2 separate regions of the Oryctolagus cuniculus genome follow, and region 1 is linked to region 2. Evidence: chromatin contacts called from public Micro-C data. All regions are on one chromosome and are shown on one strand. The core of a region is the stretch at or near the end of the contact, and the rest is flanking DNA. Distances in the headings are between cores, read along the strand shown. Region 1 holds the start of HECTD3 (HECT domain E3 ubiquitin protein ligase 3). Region 2 holds the start of HPDL (4-hydroxyphenylpyruvate dioxygenase like).

Region 1 (7,246 bases), core at 385-2,884, 300 kb before region 2:
TTGAACTCCTCCTGGTTTTGGACAGAGAAGTGGAGTCAGTGAGCACCCTGACTGGGTACGTGCTTTGGGCCAGGGAGCACAAGACAGAAAGCACAGTGGAGTTAGGCTCAAGGGGAAATTGGTATGGGCTGGGGTGGGGCGGGTTTCCTATAGGACTCCCAAGATGAGGAGCTGGCTGGAGTGTGGCCTGTGGGCGTTCTGGTGTAGCTCTGGCCAGGAAGTGGGGGTTCTGGATCTAGCCCTGAGCTGTGACTACATCTTGCCTGGAGTGGGAGGAGTCCCAGCACCCACCGTGTAGGAGGAAACGTCTATGCTCTCCACATACTGCTTCACGCTACCCAGGTTCTCATCCTCCTTGCCCAGGTGGTCATACAAGAAGTGGATCAGGTCCTCGTCGCACTCGTAGGTCCACGTCGGAGGCACATAGCTAAGCAATCCCAAGCCCCTAATTAAGATTGGGACCAGACCTGGGCTCGTTCCTCCCCGCCCCTGCCCAGATCACTCACAGTAGCCTCTGAACAGCTTCCGTGTATGCCTCCGCCGGCTGAGGCCTCGATCCGAGGCGGTGCGAGTATGTCAGGTCCACCACCTGTTCCCACCTGCGGGCACAGAATTGGGGGTGGGATGGGGAGGCATCAGCAGGCGGCAGAACACCATCTCCGGATTCCGAAGCCTTTTCCAAAACTCTATCTCCACACCTCCAGAAGTCCCACCCAAGCCCCCTGCAGACCCCGCCCCTTCCTGCTCTGGCCATCTCTTCTCCAATAGCCCGTGCTCCAGGACGTGCCAGGAGTTCCCAGCTCCCCTGCCCCCTCAGGTGCAGAACCTGAGCACCGGCCGGTAGTCCACGCCGAAGAGCTGCTGCTGCCGCTGGAGGTGGTCCGGAGTGTCGATGGGTACGAGGCGGGCCCCGCCCTCTGCCGGGCGGCACACGAGCAGCCAGCCTTCGTCCAGCCCACAGTCGCCCAGGTGCTCCGCCAGCTGCTCCTGCCGGCGTGCGCCAGACGGGGACAGCCATCAGGGAACTGCTCCGCTGGCCGCCCTGCCCAGCCCGGGGCAAAGTGCACTGAACGCAATGCCAGTTTAATATGGGGGAGGGGAAGGAACAGCCAGGGGCTTCCCTGGCCCCGCGGGTCTCTTGCGGGGTCCCAGCAGGCCCGAGCGCACCTTTGTCAGCTTCACCCAGAGCCCGTGGCCGTTGCATAGCTCCTCGCCGGTGGTGCGCACGCAGGCGCCGCGCCGGAGCTCGATGCTGTCGCGGGCGGTGCGGAGCGGCCCGGAGCCAGTCCCGGAGGCCGGCCCCGCGGCTCCCACACGCAGCCCTAGGCCCTCCGCCTCCCACACCGGCAGGAGAACGCGCGACGGTCCCGCCGGGTCCTTGTAAAGCTTGTAGAGTACCTCCCGCGGTACGAAAGCCAGCGCTGCCGGCAGCGGCCTCCCGGCGCGGAGGCTCCGTGCTGCCTCCGCCAGGAAGCGCACGCGGCCCAGCAGCTGCCGCGGGGACTCTAGTGCCGCGCCCGGGCCAGGGCCCGCCATGGCGAAGCGACGGAGGCGAGCCGGGAGAGGGGAGCCGAGGGACGCGCCAGTCGGCGAGCTGCAGCCGCGACCTCAGGCTGCGCTTCCCACCACGCCCTGCCCCGCCTACCGACAGCTTTTGCCGTAATTTCTAGACTAAGCGCACCTCCGCGGGGTCCTGGGTACTCATACCCCAGAATGTTCCCTACCTGTGTCCCCTCCCCAGCCAACCAGAATCAAGATCAGAGTTGCGACCTGATGAAATTTTCTCTCGCCATCTCCAGTGCTACTACCATTTGCTCTCCACTGCCTCTGTCCTCGTGCAAGTCACCATCTAGACTGGATCATCTTAGCAGACATTTCTCTGGTTCTCAAGAGTTCCTGATTTCGCGTTCCAGTCCTCAGCGAGTCCTATCACAACCAGAAGCACCTGTACAAATCTGCTGAATAAAGTGGGGTGACCCTTTCTCCGGCAACTGACAGGAGTCCTGACCCGTTTAGGCTTTTGAAAAATTCTGGTTGTTACGCCTCATCCCAAGAAACTGCCCATCAGTATCCACTTTGATGTGATTGCAGATGTCTGGTCTCTCATCAGTCTGTAACTCCTTAAAGGGGCTCCAGCTGGGGCTGACGCGCTTAGCACCGACCGCAGTGCTCAATTCTGAGTAGGTAACGGAAGTATACAGAAGAGGAGTTCAGTTCTCTGTGTACAGCCTCTTTTGCACCGTCTGCTACATTCCTGGCTGGATAAGATTCTAGACTCGTGGGCAGTGGAAATGACAGTGAGGCCTGGGTCAAACTGGCAGGATTTCCTGACTCAGATATGAACACATTTCTGACACCAGCAGTAAGAACTAGTTTTAGCGGAGCTCGTGCCTTTGGACGTTTGGTGTTTCGTCGCTACAGCGGACTTTACGGTGGAAAATGGTTAGGGTCCTACAGGCGGCAGCCGGGGCAGCCCCAGAACTGTCACTGAAGTCCGATCACGTGGCGTCCAAAATGGCGACGCCCTCGGGACGCTTCAGGAAGGGGCGGAGCCTGGACTGCCTGTCTGCTCTTATTCAAGGTTCAAGCGGCGAACGCGCTCGCAGTTGCGACATACCATGGAGACGAACGGGTTAGGGTGAGTTCTCTGAAGTAGGCTGTGCGGCTAGCGGGGCTTCTGATCTGAGTCTTCCAACTCAGGAACCGATATATTCCCCGTTCCCTGGGAACCTAGCAAACCAGAACGCCAGTAGTCTGAATCCTGCAACCACGCAGGGACCTTCATTCCTGGGATCTCCTTGCCGGACTGTGTCCCCCAGACTTTTATTCCAGGGGCTATCCTAGGACTTCCAACTAGAACCCCTATTCTGGGATCGTCAACTCTGGGCCTTCTTCGTCCGCCAGTCGGAGGCTCCTGGCCCTGGCACCAGCCCTCTGCCACCCCGGTTCCTACATTTTCTTGTCCGAAGGTCCGCCTCCCTCAAACTATTCCTGCTGGGCTTTCATCTTTTCTTCCCAATTCCCTTCGGTTGCTTTGAGGTTGGGAACGAGGACTACGTGTAGGAGAGAGGCCCCAGTGGGGACCCTTGCTACCGTCTTGTGCAGCGCCCGATAGGCACAGAGGGCGGGGAGCCATGGCTTGGGGACTGGCCTGGAGGCGGCAGATAGCGGTGCCAGACTGAATCCGCCTTAAAAGCCAGCGCCTTCCCCAACCCCCAGCCCAGCATACTGACACTATCCCCACCTCCACCTGACCGCCAGACCCAAGGGGTTTCCGGAGCTGAAGAATGACACGTTCCTCCGTGCAGCCTGGGGAGAGGAAACAGACTACACTCCGGTTTGGTGCATGCGGCAGGCAGGCCGCTACCTACCAGGTCAGAGCCAGGACTCGGGCATCTGTGTAAAACTGGAGGGCGAGTTTTGAGTAGGGCAAGGCTCTAGCGGGCCTCAGTACTGAGCCCTGTCTTCCTTCTCCTGTCTGCAGAGTTTAGGGAAACGCGGGCTGCCCAGGACTTTTTCAGCACCTGTCGCTCTCCTGAGGCCTGCTGTGAACTGACTCTGCAGGTGAGGGGTCCAGAAAAGAGGGAGGGACTTATGCCCTCAGCTTGTCACCTAGCAACTTGTTTCCAATTCCCTGCAGCCACTGCGTCGCTTCCCTCTGGATGCCGCCATTATCTTCTCCGACATCCTTGTTGTACCCCAGGTACCGACTCAAAACTGATCCTGGAATGGGTAAAAACAGGGAAAGGACTCTGGAAGTCCTATCCGTTCAGTGAAGGTTCAAGATAAACAGTCACCCTATGAAGTGGACAGAGGGTAAGCTAAGGCTAACAGATGGAGTCTGGCTGAATCATATTCTCGTTTTCCTTTCCTCCTGGTATGGGCTGAGCAGAACCTCCTGGAGTTCCAGGTTGAGGACCCAGATATTCTTTCCCCTCCAGGCACTGGGCATGGAGGTGACCATGGTACCTGGCAAAGGACCCAGTTTCCCAGAGCCAATCAGAGAAGAACAAGACCTAGAACGCCTACGGGATCCAGCAACAGTGGCCTCTGAGCTGGGCTACGTGTTCCAGGCCATCACCCTTACCCGACAGCGGCTGGCTGGACGTGTGCCACTGATTGGCTTTGCTGGTGCCCCGGTGGGTGAGACAGGCAGGGACTGCGGAGGGGGAGGTCACTGACAGTTCTGGTGCAGGCACGGGAAGGACGTGTCTTGCACCTGTGACATCCTCTTTGTACCCTTCTGCAGTGGACTCTGATGACATACATGATTGAGGGTGGTGGCTCAAGCACCATGTCTCAGGCCAAACGCTGGCTCTACCAAAGACCTCAGGCCAGTCACCAGCTGCTTCAAATCCTCACGGATGCTCTGGTACCCTATCTGGTAGGACAAGTGGCTGCTGGTGCCCAGGTGAGTCCTGAGAGAGAGACAGATAGGCTGGGGTTCAGTCAACGGGACCCGAAGCAACAGTCTCCTAAAGCTAAGAGGACACATCTTCGTGCCAGGCATGAAGATGGCTGCCTCCAGTGATCTGGTGGATCCCACCTTGACAGTGGCAGGAGGGTGTGGATGCTTCTTGTGTTCAGACCAAACCAGTGCTGGGATCTGGAGGAGGCAACACTTTTTGACTGGAACTGGGCTTTATAGACTCAGGCAGCATCTGGGATAAAAGTCACTTGGGAGAAAACTGAGGCCATTCTATATGTGAAACCTAAGATGCTTTCTGTTTGTGTGTTCTATACCTCCTAACTGTAGGCATTGCAGCTTTTTGAGTCCCATGCAGGGCACCTAGGCCCACAGCTCTTCAACAAATTTGCACTGCCTTACATCCGTGATGTGGCTAAACGAGTGAAGGCCAGACTGCAGGAGGCAGGCCTGGCACCAGTGCCCATGGTAAGGACTGGGTGGGTTGAGGCAAGCTGGGCCTGCTGACCACTGGAGGGCAGCAGAAGTACAGCCAAGAAAGGTCAGTGGGTGTAGCAGAGCCCTGTGTGTCCTCAGATCTCTTTTTCCTCCAGATCATCTTTGCTAAGGATGGACATTTTGCACTGGAGGAGCTGGCACAGGCTGGGTACGAGGTAGTTGGGCTTGACTGGACAGTGGACCCCAAGAAAGCCCGGTGAGTGATGGAGTACATCGTTGGGGTGGAGGTAGAGCAGGGGGAGCAGCTGCCATAGGGCAGTTATTACAGTGTGGCACTGGCTCTGCTTCTAGGGAGCGTGTGGGGAAGACAGTGACCTTGCAGGGCAACCTGGACCCCTGTGCCCTATATGCACCCAAGGTAACAACCATTGTTTTAAGTGTCTGTGAGCTTGTCTGTGTACTCCTATGGCTATAGATATGGTTGTGGGTATTGTGTGTGCATTTTTACTATGTCTGTCTGTTCCCACCTCTACTCTCTATAATCTAAGTCTTAGGAAGGCAGACGTTTTTATTATTTTGATTTGTGTTTTCTTAATGCCTGGCTCATGCTAGCCTCCAGTACGCTTTGTTGAATGGGTGAATAACGAGTGACAGCAGCTCAGTGTGTGTGTGTCCCTGTTACGTACAGCGCAGAGAGGCTTGCCGGCCTACTCGGTTAACAGTGCCCTGTTGGCCCCCCAGGAGGAGATCGGGCAGCTGGTACAGCAGATGCTGGATGGCTTTGGGCCACAACGTTACATTGCCAACCTTGGCCATGGGCTTTATCCTGACATGGACCCAGAACATGTGGGGGCCTTTGTGGATGCCGTGCACAGACACTCACGTCTACTTCGACAGAATTGAGTGTACACCTTTCTCCTCAAGTACCACTTGATGTTTCCAGAGAATAAAAGTTCCAGAGTTGGGTTTTATGAAACACTCGTGCCCCGATCCTTAGTTCCTTCTTAGCGTGTGCTCCTTCCTTGAGCTTTCCTCTGCATCCTTCCCGTAAGTCTTCGGGCTCAGATATTAGCACTTAACGTCAGGGTTCTCACCACCACCTGGCTCTCATATATCCAAGCCCCAGAGCTACAGGGGGTGGGGTAGAGCTTCCTCCTGGTTGGGGCTGTACATTTGGCAAGGAAAGAGGTGGGGCGGCTCCCACACCATACAAAGGTGAATTTGATAGAATTTTACATCTGCGGAAGAGGAGAGCAGACCCAAGAGGGGTACAGAGGTGTTCACAACACTTCAGAGAGGCCTGGGAACCAAGATGGGCTCTAAGTGAGAGGGAGAGATCAAAAGATGGGAAGGACATAGACTCAGCGAGACTGCTTAGGGCTGGAGCCTTAGACTAGTGTGTCACCAGGGTAAGATGGCCACTGAAGCCAAGAAGCCCTCTGGCAGCTCAGGGTGGCACTGCGTTATCTTAGGAACATTATCTTCTGTTTATTTCAGATCGTGGGGTTTCTGCCATCGCGATAGCACCTACTTCCTAAGACAAGGCTCTGAGGTAACAGCGAGCGCTAGAGAGGGGTCTCATGTGGCTTCAGTTGTCTGTCTACATCTCCTTGTAGGCAGAGTCAACGCCCCACCCACGCTGGAGCAATGCAGAAGGGAGAGAAGGCCTAATTCATTGAGAGAACACAATATCTGCTTTTAGAAAACGTGACCCATGATTTATTCATAGAAAAGCACTGTGAGTTCACACACTTGCTAAAAAAGGGGCAATTGTGATACAGAAATGGGAGTGGCTTGTCTTTTTGACCAACCCATTGGGCTGAGGTGTTGTAGGGGCCCTTGGCTGGACAGTAAGACTCCAGTAGCCACAAACAGCAAATACAACTTACTGGTCAGTTTGCAATAAAAAAGGTGACATAAAGAGTTTACCAAACAAAGGAAAAAGCAGACAGGTCCTTAGTTCACACTCTAGCTATACCACCCCTTCTCTATCAAGCCCCATCCCAACTCAGGAACTAAGACAGGAAACAGGAAACACCAAGACACTGGTCTCCAATTGACTCATTCAAATATCTTAACTACCTCCTAAAACAACTCCAGGCTTAGCACAGGGGTCAGGAAGTAGCAGGAACATAGCAGAGTGTGGCTGTCGGCTGGGGGTTTGCCCTCTAAGGCTAAAACTTAGGAAGGGAAAGGCCAAATGAATACCAGCCCCAGCCTCCAAATCAGTGACCAACAGGACTGTGACAAAAGCAGGCAAAGGAAGTCTGAGGTAGAAAGACAGGGAGGAAAGCAAGGATAGGGTAGGAACTGTAGCACTAAAGCAGTCAGTCTCAGGGCAGAGGGAGGCGTGCTCAGAAGCTTGTTAAACAAGAGAGAATG
Region 2 (7,669 bases), core at 2,168-4,667:
TATGCTAAATGAAATAAGCCAGTCACTTTAAAAAAACACATACACAAATACTGTGTGCGTCCGCTTAAGACAGTCCTCGAACATTCAAAAATCATACAAAGTAGAGTAGTGGGTGCCAGGGCTGGAGGTAGAGGGAAATCGAGAACTGCTGCTTCATGGATGGAGAATACAGAAATAGTTCGCACAAGAACATGGACTATGTTACGCACACACACACATTTTAAATATCACCTTCTCTGTGAGGTATTCTGAGTCACTCAGAAAATGTCAAGTCCTCCACAAACGAGGAGTCCAGCCAGGGGCGGGGCAGGGGCGGGTCTAGAAGGTGGGGGCTTCCGGGACCGCCTCCGCCGGAAACCAAAGAGGAGGGCCATCGGGAGGGGCGGGGCCAGAAAGGCGGGAACTTCCGGGGCCGCCTCCGCGGAACGGCAAAGAGGAGGGAGCTCAGGCGGGGCGGGGCCAGGGAACGGCGAACTTCCGGGGCCACCGCCGCGGGAAGGCCAGGGTGGGAAGCCCGGGGGGCGGGGCTAGAAGGTGAGAGCTTCCGGGGTCGGCTCGGCTAAGTGAGAGCTAAGGTGAGGGTCATGAAGCCAGAAGGTAGCGAGCTGGACTTCCCGTTGATCTGCGCGTAGCTGCAGGAAGGGGACGGAGGTTAGGATTTCCGAGGAAGCAGAGTTCCTCTGCTCGCCGCCAGGGCTGAGAGCTGGAGGAGGGACGCGGATCCACGACTTGGGCTCCTCAGCCCCCACAGCTCCCTGCTCCCCCTGGCGACCTAGGCACCGTAGAAGGCCGAAATGGCAGAAAGCCTCCAGCGGTGCCACCACTCGGCTCCGCACCACTCACTGTTGGACTCCGGTTCACCTCGGTCTCGACCTGCCCTTCTACCCTGTGCCACCGATAGTCCCAGAGGGCATGGCGGCCAGGTCGGAGGATCGACCTTGGGACCGTCCCCCAGGGTCCTGCTGTAAGGGAACAAATGCCCTACGTAGATCACTGCCTGCATGCCGTCAGGACTGCGGGAAGTGGAGTCTGGCCAGGGGGAGACCCCGCATCCACGATTCCCTCTGTCCCCATTTCAACTCTTCAGAGCCCAGTCTGAGCCCTAGACCAAAGTCAAGAACAGTCCCGTGTAGGACACCATGACCCAACCATAATCATCCTCATCTTTAAGATAGCCCCCACTTAGCTTCTAGAACCCTTATCCGGAGCAGATGGCAAATGAGGGACCAGAAGTCTTATTTCTGCTCTTTTGTACCTGTGGCTCATGATTGGAAATTCCTGCAGCTGGACCCAAGACCTGGAAACTAGAACTGCTTCCTCGTGGGGCCTCGGACCCGGTCCACCCCAGCCCTTTAGAGCCCTGTAGGCAGAGCTCTTTGCCCAGGAATCCACAAAACATTCTCAGTGTTCAGGCCTAGGGAGGAGTAACCCCTCCCTGTGCCTGTTACTCCTGATCCTGCTGCAGTTCCTCTTCGTGACTATGACCTTTGCTACTTTGTCTGCGCTTGCCCCACAGCTGGCCAGGGCAGAGCTCCTCACTACCAGTCCTGGCCCTTTCTGGGTACTGTTCTCCAGGCTACAGGCCTAAACACCCAGCCAGGCCTCTTTCTTTCTTTTAAAGATTTATTTATTTGAAAGGCAGAGTTACAGGCAGGCAGAGGCAGAGAGAGAGAGGTCTTCTAGATTCACTCTCCAAATGGCTGCAACAGCCAGAGCTGCACCAATCTGAAGCCAGGAGCTTCTTCCAGGTCTCCCACATGGGTGCAGGGGCCCAAAGACTTGGGCCATCTTCTACTGCTTTCCCAGGCCATAGCAGAGAGCTGGATAGGAAGTGGAGCAGCTGGGACTCAAACTGGTGCCCATATGGGATGCCGGCATTGCAGGCGGCGGCTTTACCTGCTATGCCACAGTGCCGGTCCCCAGGCCTCTGTCTAAGCCCTAGCCCATGACATCCTTCTCCCTCCTGCCTGTGAAGCTGATCAGGCTGTCTGGCTCCCATCCCAGCGGTCTCCCCAGCAGCATGTTTCATTGCTCCTCTGGGAGTGGGGCTCACATTCTCACAGAGCTTTGCTTATGCAGTTTGCCCATCTTGGATGCCCTTGGCTAACCCCTGAAAGGCCACCCAGCTGAAGTCAGAAAACTAATTCACTCAATCCAGTGATCTCATGCAGTCCCAGGTTCCAAGAGTAGCAGGGTGCCCAGAAATCTCTGGCTCAGTGCCCAGCTAGGAAACTTCAAAGTGTAAGGACTCCTGAGTTCTAGTCCTAACAGGGTGGGGAGGGTGAAGAACACCAGTGCAGCCGTTCTTTCAGGGCCTGAACTACCAGGATTTTCTCCAAATTTTGCTTGGGACAAGGGAGTTAAAAGTGTTGAGATGTGAGATTGACAAGACAGATGCGGCTGAGAGATGGCACAAATGGAAGGAGAGATATGTAGAAGCAACTCAATGGCCCATCTTCCCATAATACCACTTCTTTGGACCATTTCAGAGAGGGAGCCAAAATATGTAACTTGAAATATTTTAGCATATATTTTTAAAAAGATGTATGTATTCAAAAGAGTAATGGAGAGAGGGGGGAGAAACAGAGATCGTCCGTCTGCTGGTTCGCTTCCCAGATGGCTGCAACAGAGCTGGACCAGGCTGGACCAGGCGCTTCATCTCGGTGTCCCACCTAGGTAGCAGGGCCCCAGATACTTTCCTAGGCCATTAGCAGGGAGCTGGATCGGAAGCGGAGCAGTGGGGACACAAACCAGCACCCGTGTGGTTTGCCAGCGTCACGGATGGTGCTTTACCTTCTATGCCATCATGCCTGCCCCCTAATGTTGTTGATGTTTTAATATTAAAGGAGCACTAGGGGCCGGGCATTGTGGTGTAGCAGGTTAAGCTGCCACCTGCAACACCAACATCCTGCTCCCATCCAGCTCTCTGTCAATGCATCACGGAAAACAGCGGAAGATGGCCCAAGAGCTTGGGCCCCTGCACTCATGTGGGAGACCAGGAAGAAGCTCCTGGCTCTGGCTTCCACCTGGCCCAGCTCGGACCTTTGCAACCATTTGGGGAGTGAACCGGTGGATGGCAAAGCTAACTCTCTCTATTCCCCACTCCCCATAACTCTGCCTTTTAAATAAATAAAATCCTCAAAAAAAAAGAGAAAAAATAAAGCAAATTCCTGAATTGTAAAGAAAAACATGAAACTGCTAAGAAAGTCTGTGCTTGAGGGAGAATTCAGGCTCCTCTCACCCCGGGCTGAGTCTGCTGAGCTGGGGGATGAGGGAGAGCCGAGTGAAGGCAGCAATTGTGATCTCCCTAAGGGTGTGACCCTGGGGAGGAGCGGCGCGGCGTCCTTGTGCTACCCGCGGCTGCGGGTCTGGGGGTAAAGGCGGAGTCACAGGCCCCGCCCCCTCCCCCTACTCCGCCTCAGTGCTGGCTCCGCGTGGTTCTCACAGGTCCGGGATCTGCGGTGTCCCCAGGCGGCTCCACGCCGGGGTGCTGCTGCAGGGAGAAAAGCCCCGAAAGACTTCAACCTGGAAAAGAGCAAGGAACGCTCCCGGGAGACAGAACTGGCCTGCCCCGGTTTACGACCGGCTTCCGACGACTAGCCTGGGACTGAGAATCCCAAAGTGCCAAGCGACAAGCGAGCCGCTCCAGAAGGAAAGGACCAGTCGCCTCCCAGCCCGCCATGGCGGCGCCCGCCCGCAGACTGTGCCACATTGCCTTCCACGTGCCCGCCGGACAGCCCCTCGCCCGCGACCTGCAGCGCCTCTTCGGCTTCCAGCCCCTTGCGGTGCGGGAGGCAAACGGCTGGCGGCAGCTGGCTCTGCGCAGCGGTGATGCCGTCTTTTTGGTTAACCAGGGCGCGGGGCCGGGGGAACCCCTGTACGGGCTGAACCCGAATCACGCTGTGCCCAGCGCCACGAACCTGTGCTTCGACGTGGAGGATGCCGGCGCCGCCTCCCGGGCGCTGGCCGCTAGGGGCTGCAGCTTGCCAGTGCCCGCTGTGAGCGTGCAAGATGCGCAGGGAACCGCCACCTACGCCGTGGTCAGCTCACCTGCCGGCAATCTCAGCCTGACCTTGCTGGAGCGTGCCGGCTATCGCGGACCCTTCCTGCCCGGCTTCCGGCCGCTGACCTCTGCGCCGGGCCCCGGCTGGGTCAGCCACGTGGACCACTTGACCTTGGCCTGCAACCGTGGCAGTTCCCCCACACTTTCGCGCTGGTTCGAGGACTGCTTGGGTTTTCGCCACTTGCCACTGAGCCCAGGTGAGGATCCAGAGCTGGGCCTCGAGGTGGCAGCAGAGTCCGGGTGTGGGGGACTGCGGCTCACCGCCCTGCAGTCCCCAGTGGGCAGCGCCGTCCCTACCCTTGTGCTGGCTGAGTCCCTGCCGGGGGCCACAAACAAGCGGGACCAGGTGGAGCAGTTCCTGGCCCGCCATAGGGGGCCTGGGCTGCAACATGTAGGGCTCTACACACCAAACATCATGGAGGCCACTGAGCAGGTGGCACGGGCCAAGGGCCAGCTCCTGACTCCTCCTAAGGCCTACTACCAGCAGCCAGGCAAAGAGGAACAGATCTTAGCCTCAGGGCACAAGCCTAGCCTTCTGGCCCAACAAGGAATCCTGCTAGATGGCCATGCAGGCAAGTTTCTACTTCAGGTCTTCACCAAGTCTCTCTTTGCTGAAGACACCTTCTTCCTGGAGCTGATTCAGAGGCAGGGGGCCACAGGCTTTGGCCAGGGCAACATCAGGGCCCTGTGGCAGTCAGTGCAGGAACAAGCTGCTAGGGGCCTGGAAGACTGAGGGCCAGAGCTGGGTGCAGCCACCTGCCCTGGAACTCAGGAATACACCCGCGCACACACAAGGCCAGGAGAGTGAAAAACACTGCCCGTGGGGGCCAGGTGTGGCTTCCATCTCGTCAGGATGTGCCAGAAGCTGAGACTCAGACTGGGCTCCAAAGAGGTGCAATTTTTTTTTTTTAAATATAAGACTTTTCTTGGGGCTGGTGCTGTGGCACAGTTGGTTAACCCTCCACCCGCAGTGCCAGCATCCCATATGGACACCAGTTCGAGTCTCGGCTGCTCCACTTCCGATCCAGCTCCCTAATTGCCTGGGAAAGCAGTAGACGATGGCCCAAGCCTTGGGCCCCCTGTACCTACATGGGAGACCTAGAAGCTCCGGGCACCTGGTTTCAGATTTGCCCAGCTCCAGCTGTTGCAGCCGTTGGGAGTCAACTAGTGGATGGAAGACCTATATCTCTCCCTCTCTGTAGCTCTGCCTCTCAAATAAATAATCTTTAAAAAAAAAAAAAAAAAAGACTTTTCTTACACAGTCTAATACATATGCAAGATATAAAGAAGTATGATTAGGAAATAGCACATACTTTTGAAGCAGCCTATATCTCTCTGATCCCACTTCCCTCTCACATGTTGTGATTATTACGTTGTGGTTATTAACCCTTTGCTTTTTTGTATCACTGTATATGTACTACATCCATAAATAAAGAATTCAGTATTTGAGGGAGGAATGTAGGACAGAACAAACCCTCCCCTGTGTTCCCCCTCTCCCTAGGGAGCAACCACTGGGGTGGGAAGGGCCTGGATCAGGGTTAAACCCAAGCACCTGCTCTAGGGTGATGCCACTGCTCCAATCAAAGCCGACCTGAGACCCAGGCTGAGGGTGTTGGGTGTCAGCCGCTGGCAGGTGTTCACCCTCTCTGCTGAGGGCTACAGGAGGACAGACCACTTTGGACAGAAAACTCCTCCTCCATCTGCAAGGGCTGGCTGGGAGCATGGCCAGTGGAAGTCAGAACCAGGACATCACCATTTTCTGGTCCCTCAGAGGTGAGGGAGAGAATTAGGGAGAGGGTGCAAAGCTCTCAAACATTTCTAAAAAACTAGCACTTTATTTAATAAACAACAGGATTGTGGGTGAGGGTCTTCCAGAGGCATCAGTGGGTGGCACTGCTGAGGCTGGGCACATCCACGGGGATGCAGGGCCTAAGGAAACTATCCAGGACCTGCTGGCCCTTGCTGGGCCTTTTCCGACCAAGTGGAACGGACATGGGGGACCTTTTGGAACCCTGTACGGAATCCAGATGAGGGAGGCACTGAGGTAAGGGCAGCAGAATCCTCTCCTTCCTCCCCTCCTCCCACTCTATAGATCCAGCTCATCTTCTAGCCGGAAATCCTGGAGGGCTTTCGGGCTGCCTCCACTATCTGCCCCTTCAGCCAACTTTCCAAAAGGTAACTCATGAAAACCTTTCAAAGACGCAACCCTGAGCCCGTGTCTCTCCCACCTAAAATGCCGCAGTGGCCTGCTGTCCACACCCGACTGACCTCTGCAGCTAAGCCAACACCCACTGCTCTCTGAGCACTGCAGATTGCACTGTGCCCCACCTGTCCTCACCTTACTTTGGGATCTGGAAAGAGCATCCTTACTGCAGAGACCCCTCCCAAACCTGAGGAAACCACTCATTTTAAGGACCCAGGTTACCACCCACTCCCAAGCAACCTTTCGAGATCCTGGGCTCCCAGACAGAATGAATGGCTCCCCATCTCATTTCCCATAAAACCTAGCACGAACATTCCACACACTGTGAACTGGACTGTCCTCATCAAGGTGCTTTTGTCCCCAGACCCTGCACCTGACATTGTCAAGTCCCCAGATCAGGAACTTTTCCTCCCCATCTAGTGAAACCTGGAGCGGAGAAGATTCACCCAAACGTGTCAGCTGACCGGCTAAGTGCCCATGGATGTGGGCCTGGGAAGAGACAGCTGGGTGGAGGCCAAGAGACTTACCTTGCAGGTCCCTGGCTTTTGGCCCTCATACACACGGAAAACCTAGCCAAGAAGAGGGCGGGAGAGGAAGGGCTGGCAACGTCTCTGAAAGAGCCAGACCCGTGTTCTGCCCTCCACTTCATGCCCCCGCACTTTCATTTAAAACATTCCTTTTTTTTTTTTTTTTTCTGTTTCCACAGTAACAGTTTCTTGTATAACATGTGGGTAGCCAAAAAAAAAAAAAAAAAAAAAAAGTACAACAAAGACAATAAAAGTAGTGCCTTTTTCATGGCCGTGGAGACTGCCGCAGTGTGAAATTCCTCCCGGGTCAGCCAGCGAGCGCCAGGTGGTGTGCTTGCCAAGGTCTGGCCTTCCAGGGCCAGACCATACACTTGATACGTCACCTTGATGTGAGAGAATGTGTGGACCACCTGTGTGGAGTGCCAAAGGGCTGCAACAGGCCTGTGGATGCGGCTAGGAGAGCCATCATCCCCGGCCCCGCCCTGCCCACTCACCTCCCCGAGGTGCCGGAGCTGAGCAGCAGGGAGGGGCCCAGCCCAACTCTGCAGTTCCTGAAGCAGTGCCTTGTGCTGATGCTGCACTGGGGACTCCAAGGTCACGGACGGGAACTCCCACAGCCCTGCCAGCAGACCTGAGAGGGAGGGCAGCCCGGTGCGGGTTAGGTTTTAGCTGCTGCCGCCTCCATTCCTCCCTTGGTGCTCATGCCACAGCCCTCCACATCCATGATCCAGGTACCTGAGCTGGGCCTCTGGACCAGCAGAATGCGGGCACCTCCAAGGGCCTTGGGCTGCTCCAGGACACAGGTGGCAGAGCACTCCTCCCTGGGGGGCCTGCGGCTGGCCTTTCGGGGAAAGTTGGCCACTCCCAGGGTCTGGT

Evidence for each region. A called contact is a pair of places that touch in the nucleus more often than the background predicts.
Region 1: a contact with region 2 is called in a Micro-C map of ear pinna, with 4 times the contacts expected there. The contact joins the promoter of HECTD3 here to the promoter of HPDL in region 2. A contact is called at or near these places in 6 of 6 Hi-C or Micro-C datasets (ear pinna, embryonic fibroblasts, liver and 3 more).

Annotation. Positions count from the first base shown.
Region 1 is chr7:127,868,701-127,875,946 of mOryCun1.1, reverse strand. HECTD3 (HECT domain E3 ubiquitin protein ligase 3) reads right to left here and starts at 1,634. Exons shown (of 21, transcript XM_002715142.5): 1 at 1,168-1,634; 2 at 827-987; 3 at 507-599; 4 at 292-427; 5 at 1-11. The coding sequence starts at 1,536. It overlaps UROD (uroporphyrinogen decarboxylase), which reads left to right and starts at 1,753. Exons shown (of 10, transcript XM_002715141.5): 1 at 1,753-2,638; 2 at 3,262-3,374; 3 at 3,485-3,564; 4 at 3,641-3,703; 5 at 3,942-4,139; 6 at 4,250-4,411; 7 at 4,757-4,894; 8 at 5,020-5,120; 9 at 5,216-5,282; 10 at 5,606-5,840. The coding sequence starts at 2,619. The coding sequence ends at 5,767. It overlaps ZSWIM5 (zinc finger SWIM-type containing 5), which reads right to left. Exons shown (of 14, transcript XM_008265350.4): 14 at 6,558-7,246.
Region 2 is chr7:127,568,483-127,576,151 of mOryCun1.1, reverse strand. It overlaps HPDL (4-hydroxyphenylpyruvate dioxygenase like), which reads left to right and starts at 3,417. Exons shown (of 1, transcript XM_008265349.4): 1 at 3,417-5,309. The coding sequence starts at 3,681. The coding sequence ends at 4,796. MUTYH (mutY DNA glycosylase) reads right to left here. Exons shown (of 16, transcript XM_051857857.2): 12 at 7,529-7,669; 13 at 7,288-7,424; 14 at 7,054-7,203; 15 at 6,794-6,835; 16 at 5,879-6,075. The coding sequence ends at 5,944. LOC127493622 (a long non-coding RNA gene) reads right to left here and starts at 365. Exons shown (of 2, transcript XR_007924084.2): 1 at 232-365.